Linked DNA regions of Sus scrofa: region 1 is linked to region 2. Evidence: chromatin contacts called from public Hi-C data. All regions are on one chromosome and are shown on one strand. The core of a region is the stretch at or near the end of the contact, and the rest is flanking DNA. Distances in the headings are between cores, read along the strand shown.

What was found. Hi-C and Micro-C count contacts between places; a contact is called where the count stands out from the background.
Region 1: a contact with region 2 is called in a Hi-C map of epiblast stem cells, with 3 times the contacts expected there. The contact joins the promoter of HOXC11 here to the enhancer-like site in region 2. A contact is called at or near these places in 6 of 47 Hi-C or Micro-C datasets (embryonic fibroblasts, epiblast stem cells, fetal skeletal muscle and 2 more).

The regions. Positions count from the first base shown.
Region 1 is chr5:19,180,311-19,183,377 of Sscrofa11.1, reverse strand. HOXC11 (homeobox protein Hox-C11) reads right to left here and starts at 1,798. Exons shown (of 2, transcript XM_021091724.1): 1 at 1-1,798. It overlaps LOC110260667 (a long non-coding RNA gene), which reads left to right and starts at 1,855. Exons shown (of 3, transcript XR_002343964.1): 1 at 1,855-3,067.
Region 2 is chr5:18,894,724-18,897,708 of Sscrofa11.1, reverse strand. No RefSeq gene overlaps it. Among named protein-coding and RNA genes, the nearest start is that of ATP5G2, 16 kb to the right of the region's middle. Within about 2 kb of position 1,653, at least 34 of the 83 cell types and tissues checked have an H3K27ac peak or open chromatin away from gene starts, as enhancers often do. A contact at or near this core is called in epiblast stem cells, where this site is marked.

The sequences.
Region 1 (3,067 bases), core at 549-3,048, 290 kb before region 2:
AGCCAGGCGGCTGCAAGGAGCTGCTGGCGGCTCTATTTCCTTGAAACAAAAAAGAAAGGCAAGAAAAAAAAAAAATGTCGAAGGAATCAATGTTCAGGAACCTCTAGGGTCTCCCAACAGAGGCTTCTGAACATTAATATTTTTCTCCCCAAAGTAAGACACAAAGTTCAAGAAATTTTTTTTTCTAGTTTGGGTCTGAGTTTTAATTTTTCAACAACATTAAAAAAAAAAAAATCCCAGGAACGTTGCTGCTGGGGTCAAGGAGAAAAGGCTGGGCTCCTGAGGTCAGGGAGGCACTGATTGGCAAAAATGCCCCCAGCTTGGGGGAGCAGCCTCCCTGCCCAGCCCCAGATCCGGGCCACTTTGAAGCATAGGTTGAGCTGTCTGGCCCAGCTTGCCCTCCTCGGGTATCAGTGCCACCCTCCCAAAGATGTGAGCTCCAAAATCAGTTCCCCAGAGTCCCGGCAAGCCCTATTCCATGGCGTGCAGGTGGCTTTTCCCCCTCATCTCACAGGGGCCTAGTGGCCTCTCTACCTACTACAATCCCAGCTTTCACCTGAAATCCTCCTGGGCAGGGCCATCCTGCCAGCCCCACTGGCTCTGGGTGGCCTCAGTCAGCATCGCCTGCCTGCCTGGCAGCCAGGTTGCGGGCTGGGTAGCTGCCCCAGTACTTTGGCCAGGGCGGCGGCAGGCAGCACCATTCCCTTCCACACAGAGACACCAGGGGCTGCTTCAGAAGGGGGTTCGTATTGTCCAGATCCCACTCAGCAAACCCCCCCCCCCAGTACTGGGCTTCCTTGCAGCTTGTCCACCTCGTGCGGCTGCTCTGGAAAGAGTAGCTTATTGTAGGGAAAGGGGCTCCATCCACAGACCTAAAACTGGGAGGAAACCCAGATTGGAGAAAGGGGGCCCTTAGAGCGCTCTGGTCTATAAGTCCAGTCCCCAGTGCAGTCAATAAAAAGATAAGCAGTCAGCGGGTGGATACCCTCAGCGGTTCAAGGCTGAGCCGGCAAGGATTGCTCTTTTTTGCACAAATCTCTCCCTTAGAGCAATGCCGCTGAGTTTAATAATCCCTTTAATATGCTTGGGGATTTTCAGGCCAGTGGTTTATTCTGCATCCCGGGACAACTCCCATCCCCAGCCAGGGAACTAGAAGGAAAAAGCACTGTCAGTTCTCAGCCCCCATTTCTCCTCAGCCCCCAAAGCCCTAGGTCCCAGGTCAGGCCACCTAAGAGGAAGATGCCCTGAGGTTCCTCTGGCCCCTGGACAGGATGGGGAGGGACAAGGGCAGCCCCTCTGCCCCCCGCAGCCCCACCCTCCTTCCTCCACGGAGGGATTGTCCCTGGAGGCTAGCAACGAGACCCCATTTCTCCCCATAAAAGCCCCATTTTACGAGCCAGTTTCACTGGACCCCTCACCAAGTGCTCTAAAATGAAGGAAATGTCTTAAAAGCAGTCTGGAAATGGAGCCGCTACCACTGGACCTTGGTTTCCAAACCCAGTTGCAGCAGCACAGAAAATGCCTCTTCCGGGCAGGACTGCCCTGCTGGGCCACCCGGATCTCCGACCTCTCGGCCCAGCAGAGGCCCAGTTGGCCCAAGCCGCCATTCTCCAGCTTTAGCGCCTACTTAGGCTCGGACCCAGTCCGCGCAGATCAAAGTGAGCTCGCGGCATTTTTATGAGATCAACTTCAGTGGCTCTTTACTTGTAATCAGACGCCTGGGCCGAAAATGCAAAAGGGAACAGCCCAGCAATCCAAAAAGGAATAAGGGAGAGAGAGAGAGAGAGAGAGAGAGAGAGAGAGAGAGAGAGAGAGAGAGAGAGAAAGAAGGACAGAGAGAGACGGGGGGGGGGGTGCGTGAAAAAATTCAGGTGACACATAATAAGAAGATTCTGGTCATCAACCAAAAAGACCCTTTGCCTGTGTCAAGAATGGTTTGTGGGTCTGTCCCTGTCTTCAGGCCCTACCATTTGCCTACAGATTTCTCCCCCGATTTGGGGGGCCCGGGAAGCCTGACTCGGCTGTGTGCTGAAGCTTGATCCAAAAGCTTCCACAGTGTGGACCTGCCATGTGGGGTGAGTGTGGCCGCCTGCACTCACTTGCCCCAGCGGGAAATTCGCCTTCTGCTCATGATTTAAAAGTCTCCCATTTTGCTGCTCTCCTCTCTGCGGTCTCCGTGCTTCTCCCATCACACTACAGCCAGAAGTTGAGTTACAGGAAGATTCGCCAGAGATTTATCGCCTGGCCCCAAACTTGGAGAGCCTCATTGTCATAAACAGCCGTCTATTGTCTAGACTTTTATCTCCGGGTATGGATCGTGCATTACTGAGGCTCAGGAGACCCAGGCCTGGCTCTGTGGGGTGTGTGCCTGGCTCTGTGTGGTGTGTGCGAAGCTCAGTGCTTGCTCCCCCCACCTCCACCAGCCCCCAGGGGTTTCTGTAGGTAGGTTTAGGAGGGGACACAAAAGTGTGTGTGCTCTTGGAGCTGGGCAGGTACACCTGAGTGTCCAAGGATGGGGGCTGGAAATGGGGACGCGTCTTCTATGCCTGGGAACATTCTGGTGCATGTACTTATGTGTTGGGTGAGAATTTGTCACGGTATGCTTTGTTTCTGGGGCATTTTAAGTGTTCCTGTCTGGGGCTTTTGCGGGTTTTATTAACCTGCATCCGCTTGGCTTGTTTATGTTCCTTCGAAGTGGATCATCTGGTGTTTTTCAATATTGGGCCCATTGTGTGTGTGTGTGTGTGTGTGTGTGTGTGTGTGTGCGCGCGTGCATGCGTGCGCTCGCCCACGTGCATGTCTTTGGCTTTTCTGAGAAAATGGGTTTGGATGATACCTTTCCAGTGTCCTCAGATTCCTTCACCCTCCCTAAATCACACCTCAGCTTCTGCCTTCAGGACAGCAGCCTCTGGCCCTGCTCCACTCGCTGCAAGTCCCTAAATCTCCCACGTGGCTACCAATTTTCTGTCACAGACACAAAAACACATTTTTTCAGGATGAGGTCTGGCTATCTCTGTCTCTCCCACACCAGGGGGAAATGTCCCCGCTTGTAAACTCCCTCCATTCC
Region 2 (2,985 bases), core at 404-2,903:
AGACAAGCAGAAATACACCATCATGAAAATGCTAATGACTCCTTGCTCTCTTTCTTTATGGTTGGAGTAATACAGACTTCAATCATAAAAACAATCTCCCAACATTTTAATGGGCTCCATCATGCCCGCACTTGTCGGTATATTTGAAGAATAAATCACCCTCCCCGCTCGGAATGAATTCGCTGTCAAACTCGGCTCCCTCGGAGAAAATGGATGGGGAGCGAGGATGGAGGGGTTTTTTTGGGGGGGAGGGAGGAGTCCTCTCTCCCTCTAACTCCCTTCTAAACTGGGCTTTAGATCGTGGAGCGAGATGCCTGGATCCTGAGTGGGAGGAGGGGAGCAGTCGGGAATTGGTGGAGCTGAGCCAGAAGAGAGGGTTTGAGGCCACAAGGGGCAGGGACTGAGGGACTCCACACGTAAAGAAGCCGCACCTTGGACAGACGTGGAAGAGAGAGAGGGGCAAGAACTGTCGTGGCATTTGACGGAAGGGACAAAATCGTGACTTTGAAAGAGAAGGCCAAGAAGATGCAATAAGCGTACAAACCCGCCTTATTTTGTGTTATTTGGTCGAATTTCTGTCAGACTAGGCCTCAGAGGGAAAAGTTTGAGACATCTCTTTGAAGAAAGAGGAGGCAAAGAGGGCAAGAAACAAGCCCAGGAGTTGCGGCTCTGAGCTTGCAGGTTTCAGCGCCATGAGCTACAGGTCCACGTTGCTGAAGGGGCTGAGAGTCCCTTGGAAATTCTCATTTCCATACAGGTGGCCGTCAGCCAATGAAAACTTGGGATGCGCACACTGCGAGCAGCCAATCCCAGTTAAGGATGAGCCAAGCTGCCAGGCCTAATTGCATCTTGATTGGTTGTGATGTTGCTAGGCAGAAATGGGGACCTGGAGATTGATGCGGGCAAGACCGAAGAGACAGGTGGATATGAAAAGATCTGGAAACCTAGATTCCTGGATTGACATTTTTCTTCCTGTGCTCCTTCAGTCTTAAAGGATTAATGGGGTCAGGGAAATGACTCTCCTTTTTCTCCTCCACCGTGGGACAGAGCCAAATACTTTTCATGTCTTTTCCCCAAAATACCCTCGGAGAAGTCTGGCTCCTTCGAAGGTCTTCTAAAACAAAAACTCCCCAGGAGATATTCCACCCTCACGCTCTGTTTTCCCACTAAGGCGGTCCTTTCTGGGGCCTGCCTTCAAGCCTCCCGACTGTCGTTTAAGGTCAATTTTCTCTAACTGCTCAGAAATCGGAGAAAAATCTTGCCTCCATGTTCTTCTTTCATACCGCAAGTCTCAAAGAGCAAGAGATTTCCCTGCCTTCTAGACACTCCATCACGACCCAAGGGTGCCCCACAAACGCGGCGACGGGTCAAAGCGGCCATAACCTTTCCCCAAAGGGCTGTATGGTAGCGTTCCCAACCCCGAAGCTTCAGCGCCTTCATTTGCATCTCATTTGCATAAACCCCGTTCCCGCAGCGCCCCCTTCCAAGCCAAACTACGGGCCTCTGCCCAGCCTCGGCCCTTCTCCCCGCCACCCTGCATCAGCAGTCCCTCTCCCGGTGCCTGACTCGCCCCCCCTCGCCCTAACCCTCTCTGCAGCCCGCTCGCCCCCACCCCAGCGCACCCCCGCCAGCAGCCTCCGCTGCTGGAGACAGGGCGCCGGAGCTTCCCGCGGCTCCTGAGTCACAGCCTCCCGGGAGGCAGGAGGGGGCGGTGGGGAGAGAGGCGGGGGCTGCCGCCGGGAGCTGCGAACACGCTGGTCTGAACTAGACCGTCCGCGAACAATATGCCACCATTTAAATCTGAACGCGCGCCAGCCGCCGATTGTGATGTTAATTCGGGGATGATTTAGGGGGGCGGGACGGAGGGGGGGCCGCTGGCCGCCTCTCTGTCAAAGTGCTGTCCGGGGGCTTAATATTTGTAATTGAAGCTGATGAGGACTCCGTCTCTGTTTCCACTGATAAAAAAAGGCAGGGAGGGAAAAAGAGCAACTAAATTATGGGGCCGGGAGAAAAACATGATTAATCAAAGGTTTGAACTGTCGCCGTGTTCGAGGCCCAGTAAATCTCGCCCGGCCGGGGCCTGTGGAGGCCGGAGGATAAATCTGAGCCGCCCGTTGTTTGCCGCCCCTTTCTGTTTGCCTCTCGGTTAGCACGTCAATTAATTCGATAATTGGATTTGAAGAGATGTCAGGAGATTACTGAGGGGGAGCTGGGAGCAGTGGGTGTGCAGGAAGGGGCCCGGGGATGGCAGGAGAGGAGAGCGCGCGGGGTCAGGTGTGAAGGGACCAGGAGGGCGGGTCCTGCCCAGGGGACACTCACCCAGCTCGCGAGGAGGAGACCCCGGCAAGGGGAGAGGGGCGGCTGGGCTGTGCGTTCCCGTCGGCTGCGGTTCCCAGCCCCCCTCCCCACACACCCGTCCCTCTAAGAAGCTTTCCTATATTTTCTCGGTTCTGCCCTGGTGCCATCACCCCTTTCCCAGTTCTGTTCTCCATTTGATGGGTGTCCCTGTGTGAATTCATTTGTAACTCTTATGCTGGTTTGTAAACTAAGTTAACGATTCCTTGGGTCCCTCTTCTGGTTCACTCTATCTGACCCAGAGATCCCCCTTCGCAGAGACGGGGGTTCCCAGAAAGGCAGGTGCCAAGACTTCCTTTTGAATCCCTACCCACAGTGGCCAGAACAGGATTTTTTATCCTCACCAAATATTCCTCCTCTCCCCCCATCCCCGTCCTCCCCACTCCCCAACACACACTTAGAATTAATGACCTACAATCAAAGCTACATTCTGCTTAAGGAAAATACATTTACCAACACATCACATACGCATGAAGACTGACCCTAAACTTACAGAAGCAGATGCTTCCAAAATTTAGCCCTTCAGTAGCCTCAGATGGCTCCCCTAAAAGCATGGACTCATCTCCCAGAAGGGAAGTGATATTTTCTCCCTCTCCCTCCCTCTCTCTCTCTCTCTCTCTCTCTCTCTCT